Regions from separate parts of the Gossypium arboreum genome. Here regions 1 and 2 are each linked to region 3. Evidence: chromatin contacts called from public Hi-C data. All regions are on one chromosome and are shown on one strand. The core of a region is the stretch at or near the end of the contact, and the rest is flanking DNA. Distances in the headings are between cores, read along the strand shown.

What was found. Hi-C and Micro-C count contacts between places; a contact is called where the count stands out from the background.
Region 1: a Hi-C map of leaf shows a contact between it and region 3, with 3 times the contacts expected there. The contact joins the promoter of LOC108463187 here to the promoter of LOC108466926 in region 3. A contact is called at or near these places in 2 of 5 Hi-C or Micro-C datasets (both in leaf).
Region 2: a Hi-C map of leaf shows a contact between it and region 3, with 2.7 times the contacts expected there. The contact joins the promoter of LOC108467137 here to the promoter of LOC108466926 in region 3. A contact is called at or near these places in 2 of 5 Hi-C or Micro-C datasets (both in leaf).

The regions. Positions count from the first base shown.
Region 1 is chr2:101,671,784-101,674,483 of ASM2569848v2, reverse strand. LOC108463187 (myb-related protein 308-like) reads left to right here and starts at 1,408. Exons shown (of 2, transcript XM_017763134.2): 1 at 1,408-2,202; 2 at 2,307-2,700. The coding sequence starts at 1,940.
Region 2 is chr2:102,368,101-102,370,800 of ASM2569848v2, reverse strand. It overlaps LOC108467137 (rac-like GTP-binding protein ARAC3), which reads right to left and starts at 1,450. Exons shown (of 7, transcript XM_017767674.2): 1 at 1,023-1,450; 2 at 1-42. The coding sequence starts at 1,121.
Region 3 is chr2:101,972,932-101,975,631 of ASM2569848v2, reverse strand. LOC108466926 (E3 ubiquitin-protein ligase UPL3-like) reads right to left here and starts at 1,412. Exons shown (of 19, transcript XM_017767308.2): 1 at 166-1,412. The coding sequence starts at 1,077.

The sequences.
Region 1 (2,700 bases), core at 159-2,658, 300 kb after region 3:
TGCGATCATGATGTGCGCCGTCTGATTGAAACAGGTTAGGCACCATTCAATTAATGCGTGTAGGTAAATGTTTTGATCCATCATTTTTTAGCCCATTCTTAATTTTCTTTTTTCCCCTTATGATGTAAAATTCAATTTGTTGTTTGTTCAAATGTTGAGAAACAAAACAAAATGGATAAGCATAGGTGGGTTTTTAGTTAAAAATAAAGATAATAAAAGTAGAAAAAAATAAAAATCTTAAATGGTGACCCTGTCTGTCCCCCCCTCCCCCATCCCCGTATAGTTGAACAACAAATAAGGCCAGGTATTGGACTAGTTGCAAGGACAGTCAGAAAGGTGAAAAAAGTAGGTGAAATCTCCCCCTCTCCCCCAGTCCTAAAAACAACTTGTTCTCATCATCCTTACCTCTTACCATCCACTTGAATTTCATGATGAGAGAGAGAGAGAGGGGGGGAGAGTTTTGTTATGTGTGGTGGTGGGTGACAAATATCAGTATGCAAATTGGAGAGGGAAAGATAGAAAACAACAAAAAGGGTGAAAAAAAGAATCAACCTTTCCCATCCCTAACCTCACTGCTGCCCATTTGTTGCCTAAACTTAAACCACAAGGTTTGGGGGGAAGAACCAAAAAGAAATAAAAAGGAAAGTGGAAGGTGGAAGGTGAACCAAAGCCCACAAACAAAGACAACCACAACCACACTCATATAATATTAGACTTATTTTAGAGTATTTATCTTTTCCCTATTCTCCCTTTTTCTTTCATCATCATCCTGCCCCTGAACCCCAACCTCCAAGTCTTCTAGAACCACCCCCCTTTTCTCTCTCCTGCATGATGATGGTATACCAATAGAATAAAGATCCACAACTACCACCCTATTTCATGATTTCTTCACTAATATATCCTATCCACCTCTCCATTTCACTAATATAGCAACCTTTTATATATATATATATATATGTTTTCCCACCAACATATAAAAAATACTTCCAGCTTCAAGATTTGATTTTTCTTGTAAACCAAAACTAGTCAACTGGACAACATTTAGTGTCATATATTTACACAAAAATAATTCTGTAATGGAGCTTAATATTATAGTTAAGGTTCTTTAATCTTATAGTATTCAGACTTTTGAGTCATAGCACTCTCTTTCTAATTCTTTTTCAATTACAAAAGAGATCACACCGGTTAATAAAGAAAAAAAATGGTGATAGATAGATATTGAGATTTAAATCCGGAAAACCTTTGGTAAGGATGGATGTTAGTTCCAACAACATGATAAAATATTTAAGTTGAACATGTACTCTGGTACATGTTGTCTAATTTGAGTTGGGGGAAAGATTATGAAAGCTAACTAAATTATTAATCTAAAGTAGTACAGGTTTAGACAAAGGGCCAAAGGTAGGGAAAAAAAACTATTATAGAAAAAGAATGGGGTGGGAGAGAGCAGAGATCACACTTTGTCCTACCCATGCTTTAATACCTTACTTTACACCTACCTAAAGGTTACCTACAGTTAATATATATCCCTTTTAACTTATTATATATGATTGATGCTAATATCATCAAGAGAGAGGCTACCAGCCACTCCCCTCAAACCTGTCTCACCAACTCACATCTAGAAGCTAAAATTAGGGTCACTGCGCTCTTTCTCTTTCTGGTTGTGTGTGTGTGTAATAGTCAAAAGGCTATATAAAAAAGCATCTAAAGTGCTCTCAAAGGGCCGGCCTCAATGTTCCTGCAACACAAAAAACAAGGCCTCCATTTCATTTTCCACCCTTACTACTTCTCCTAGATTCTAAATATAATATATACACACACATATATATGATATCATAGTATATTTTATACTAGTTTGTATAGTATTGAAAAACTGCAAACGTAGGCTACTAGTGCTGCTAGTTTCCACAAGTTGAAAAAGGTTTCTTTGTGTTACTGAATTATGGGAAGGTCTCCTTGTTGTGAGAAAGCTCATACGAACAAAGGTGCGTGGACTAAAGAAGAAGATGATCGCCTCATAGCTTACATCCGAGCCCATGGTGAAGGTTGCTGGCGTTCACTCCCTAAAGCTGCTGGCCTTCTCCGCTGTGGCAAAAGTTGTAGACTTCGTTGGATCAATTACTTAAGACCTGATCTTAAACGTGGCAATTTCACTGAAGAAGAAGATGAGCTCATTATCAAGCTGCACAGCCTTCTTGGTAACAAGTAAGTGTTGTATATATATAGATAGATGATATATTCAACTTTGTTAGTGTGTGGTGCTTGAAATTTTGATTGGTTTTTTATGGGGGATTCCTTGAATTTTATAGGTGGTCTCTTATAGCGGGGAGATTACCAGGAAGAACAGATAATGAGATAAAGAATTACTGGAACACGCATATAAGAAGGAAGCTATTGAGCAGAGGTATTGATCCAGCAACTCACAGACCACTCAATGAGGCTTCTCAGGATGTAACAACAATATCTTTCAGTGGTGCCAAAGAAGAGAAAGAGAAGATTAATACTAACAGCAATAATAACCCTATTGGATTTATCACCAAAGCTGAAAAGAGAATCCCAGTTCAAGAAAGGTGTCCGGACTTGAATTTGGACCTCAGAATTAGCCCTCCTTATTACCAGCAAACCCAACCAGAGTCATTCAAAACTGGAGGAAGAACTCTTTGTTTTATTTGCAGCTTGGGAGTTAAAAACAGCAAAGATTGC
Region 2 (2,700 bases), core at 201-2,700, 400 kb before region 3:
CACATTTGCGCTAAAGTTGTCAAAGACAGTTGGCACATAATCCTGTTTCCCCAAGATATTGCAGAGGATGTGGAAAACATGTTATAAGCAATATCTCCAAAAGTCATCTTAAAATAATCATAAGAATAAAGCAAGAACTAGGAAATTATGATCATAATTGCATCAATCAACTCTACATGAAGTTAGGTTTACTAAAAGAACAAACTATATTAGACACATTTTCTGGACAAGAGCATGAAGAAGTAACCCTCCAAGGACCCTCCAAATGCATGAAAAACTAGAAAATTTGAACATATACATGCCGGACAGATACTCGTACCCGATTCACACGATTTCCAACTAACATAGATGGCCATAACCCAAGATTCGCAGTAAAGAAAGCACCTATCATGAAATCTCTAAATGAGACTTTCTACCAGCAATAGTTTCAGATTTAGCAATTTTTTTTCTTTCTCCTCCAGCAAAAAAAAGGGGAGTAGCAAGATATAATGTTTCCAGTTTTAACTTTTGACCTTAACTCACTAATTGAAATGAAAACCTACAAGACAAAGAATCTTTATCCTAGATGATGCATCATCAAAACACAAACAGAAGAAATAAGAAGGTATAAACTACAAAAAGGCAATAAATTTTCTGCAAGTTTTTGAAGCAAAAAACCCTAAGAATTTGCTCACTTGAACACAATTTACGAAGAATGATTCTATTATTCAGAAAGATACTATGCCCCAAATTCAAGATTCCAAAGACAAGTACAACCAAATGGGAAAAAGAAACAGAAAAAAAACCCAATAAAGAAAGCAACTTTACCAAAGTTACATTGACCACCAGAAACCAGTGTAGGGTCTGCTTGGTGGCCAAGAAAATAGGGGAAACAAAAAGGGAAAGAAAAAGAAAAGAAAATCCATGAAAATCCAAGTAAAGAAAACGTTAAGGGCCAGCCAAACTTTCTTTTCCATTCCTCATATTTTCTCAGAGACCAAACAAAAAAAAAATGGGTTAGTTTCTTTCTTTTTGGAACTCACAGTAGGGAAAGTATTGCTGGTGTAGGAGATGAGCATGCAAGTCTTGCCGACGGCACCGTCACCAACAGTGACACATTTGATGAACCTTGATGCACTCATTTTGCACCCGCCGGCAAAAGTGAAAGTAATTTCAGAGATGTTCCTCTCCCTCCGCCGCCCCCCCCAAGGTTATCTCTTGCTTCAATTATTGTCCAAAACAATAGGAAAAAAACAAACCCAAAAACACTGAAATGAAGATGAAGATGAAGATGAAGAAAGAAGAAGAAGAAGAAGAAGAAGAAGAAGACGAAGTACTAAGTAAAACTGGAAGACATCAAAGACATTGTCCGAAAGAAAGAGAGAGAATCATTAGGGAAAGAAAAGACAGCTCTTGGACAGCTATCTGCTTACATTACAACAATATATTTTCCATAAATAATTTAGTTATTTTATTTTATTTTATTTTATTATTATACCTAAAAAGTTCATTGAAGGGCTTATTGAGTTATTTCAAGTAGGACATATTTATTTGGTTTTTAATAATAATGTACTTTTAATGATTCGATAAGAATGATTGAATGATAGAAAATGCAATTAAAAGGAAATTAACAGTGAAATAAGAAAGTTCTGATTTTTTAAGTATAAATATCTGAAAATGGGAACAAGTATCAATCTTTTCTTTTAATTTGAAAAAGTATTAGTTGTCCAAAATTATGATTTTAATTTTAATTTCTATCTTTAAATTTTAAAATAATTTTGATATTTTATATGTTGTCATTTGTAATTACTTCTTCTAATAATATTATCTTCAAAAATTAAATATTTGTATCATATCAACCAAATATTTTCATTAGCTTAATTGCTAATATAAGTGCTATCTATCAATTTGTATTTAATGAAATGCGTTTTTTAAAACAGGTGACGTTTACTAGTCGTGTTAACAACTTGAATTTAGTGTTGGAAAAAAAACATGTCATTTTCTTTTAATACGATATATATAAATTGTTCATGTAATAAATATACACATATACTTGTAATTTGGGCTAATTTAGAATAATATGCCCCCTTTTTTTATTTAAACAGGCTTTTAGGCCATTTTTTAAAATTAGAGAAATAGACCATGTTTTAAGAGAGTTGGACGCACCTTTTTTGAACGTTGGCAACGGTAAAAATTTTTAAAGACCCCAACGATAATTTTGTTTTCTATAAATATCAGGCCATTTTTCATTCTTTTCACTCAAATTCAACTCTCTCAATTCTCTCAATTTTTTCAAGTTTTATTCTAAATTTTTCAATATGCTTGTTTAAAAATATTATAGTTTTTATATCATTCATTTTGATTAAATTTTTACGAATGACAACCTCTCTGCTTCGTTTCAACGACAAGCACATTTTCATCGCTCAAGCGACAATTGTAAAACAAAAATTTAAATTTCACTGTTTTCAATTACGTTAAATTTAAAGTTTTTTTATTTTTTAAATTAATTTATTTTGTCGATGTAAATAGTCGAATGATCATGTTTTGGAGGGGTTTATACATAACTTGTCAAAAAGCCTAGATGCCGAAATTCGTGGTTACTTGCAAGATGCAAGATTCTTACATGTGCCTCGTATACTTGTAGGCTACAAACTTGATCCTACACTTATCAGCGCATTGGTGGAAAGATGGAGGCCCGAGACACAATTTTCACCTACCATA
Region 3 (2,700 bases), core at 163-2,662:
TTCAGAGAAATGCTCAAACATCTCAAATTTATCTCCATCTATGTCAACTGGACCCAATTTCTAGTAGAATGAGATTGTCACACTCTAGTTTATAATGAAATACAAGAAATAGCGAGCGATACTCTAATAATAAATTATTTTGAAAGTAACCAAATAAAAACCAACCTGTTCAGCCAAGTCCATATACTCTATAGTGAGCAACCTGGCACAAAAACACGAAACAGCACCATAATGCACCACAGCAGCACATGAAGAAGGCAAAACATCACACAAATGGGTCAGCGCCCTTGCTGCAAGAAGCATAATATCAGGATTACTCTCATGATTAAGCAATCCAACGAGCACGGGAACAAATGAATCCACAGAAAACGTGCTCAAGGACTCCTCAGTCCCAATTGAAAGCATCTCGCAGAGCTGCGTCAACGCCTCCACTTGCTTCCCTTCCTCTCCATCAGCACGCAACCCAGACAGAATCTTCTTCAACCTCCCGCTCTGATGGGATGAAGATGCAGAACCCATAGCCGATGACGGCAGCAAATCATCAAGCCCGGCACCAAGCTTCCTCAACAAGCCTTGTAACGCGCTGCTTGCTGACGTCAGATTCTGGTGTAAAATCCCTACACCGCCTTCGCTATCATTATCATCGTCATCGCCTCCAGAGGTATCCATAATTAACCCTAAATTCCTCTCAGGGTTGTTAGAATTGTTGTCTCTATTTGCCCTATCCCTATCCCTATCCCTATCCCTATCTCTATCTCTATCGCGAGCACTTGGATCACGTTCCTTTTCTTTGCCCCTATCGGAGGCGAGATTTGGACTGTCACTTGTCGTGGTCTGATTAGCTTTGCTCGGACGGCGATCGCGGCGGGAACCAGAGGAAGATTCGGTTGTGGTGGAGTCCATTAAAGCAGCGGCAGCGCGGGAAGTGCGAGAGCGAGGCGTTGTGGTAGTTACAGCGGTGGGGGATGGGGAAGAAGAGAGACGAGCGCGTTTGTGAGAACGAGTGGTAGGACCAGAGGGGGAAGATGAAGGGGCAGCTGAGGAGGCCTCCGCCCGCTTCCGGCTCCGAGTTTCCATACAAAGGGGACCACCGCCCCTGGTAATCAGACAGCCACCGCTACAAAGATCAGACGATTCCTGATCCAATTGTTCGTTGCATCTCAACACCTGATCGAAAACCCTAGAAATAAAATTAGAAGTAATTCACAATTAAAATAAAAGTGAAAAGCTATAATCAACAATCAGGGAAATGAGGCCTTAATCTTAGTTTGGATGATAAATTGGGGGTGAATTTGTGAGGTAGTGGGGTGGAGGTTAAAGGCAAAGAAACCTGAAACCCTCAAGTGAAGAAGGAATAAAGAGGAGGCTTTTTAGATTTTTATTTATTTATACATATTATAATATGCATTTGCAATGACTTTTCGTAAAGAAACATTAGGATTAAAATTAGGGTAAACGTATTATTAAATTATTAATAAATTTATATTTTAATTATTTAATTTTAAAAATAATAAAATAATTATTAAATTATTTAAAATTTTATTTAAATTGTTAAATTATTAAAATTACAATTATATAGTTTTTTGTTGCATTCGAATCTAAATAGTTTTTTTAATCTCGATATTGATTGTTAGATCGATTTAGATTTAAGATATATTGTTCGTTTATCAATGGGTATTGATTTACCATATCAATAATCAAATAATCATTGAAAGCTTAATGTTAGACTTTTTAAAAATAAAAATCTAGCAATTTAAATGAAATTTTTAAATAATTTAGTGAATATTTTGTAATTTTTAGAATTAAATAATTAAAATATAAACTTATTAATAATTTAATGATATTAATTATAATTTATCTTTGAAAAAAAAAGAAAAGAGATGTATACTCTTTTTAGATAAAAATAAAGAATATAATAGCTTCCACGAGGTGAATTCTTCTCCGCTTGGAGCGTCTCAATCGGGTTACTTTAGATATTTGTTTTATTTTTTCTTTTAAGCTCACTCTATATTAGCATTTAAATCCCTTTTTTTAATTTTGAATTGCGTATATTATGCCCTTTTTAACCTTTTTTCACTTTTTATTTATTTATATAATTTATATCTATACTCAATTATATATAGAAAAAATCTATAGAAATATTTTTATTTTATTATTGAATTTTAACTATTAAATCATATTTTATTAAAACTAAAAATACATTTCATATTTCTCTTTTACTCTTTTCAAATGATAATTTCCTTTTATTTCACGTTACGGATTTTGAATGTTTTACTGTAAAGAATATTTTGAATTCTTATGAAATGGTGTTGAGACAGATCATTAATTTTTATAAGTCGGGCATTATGTTTAGCTCTAACACTAAGCTTTCAGTTCAAAATTCTATTATGTCAGCTTTAGGAGTGTGCAATCTAATTTACCATGGGCCATATCTTAGTCTTCCATCTCTGATTGGGCACAACAAAAGGCAAGTCTTTTCTTTTATAATATAACACTTAAGCAAGAAAGCTCTCTGTAGAAAAATAAGTAACGATCATAACAAGATAAAGAGGTAGTTCTCAAAATTGTAGCTCTGTCGATTCATGTTTATTGTATGAGTGTTTTTGTTACCTTTGAGAATGTGTAATGAGCTATAGATGATGATGAACTCTTTCTGATGGGGTTCTAGTGGTAACAATCTAAAAGGCATTTGATGGCAGC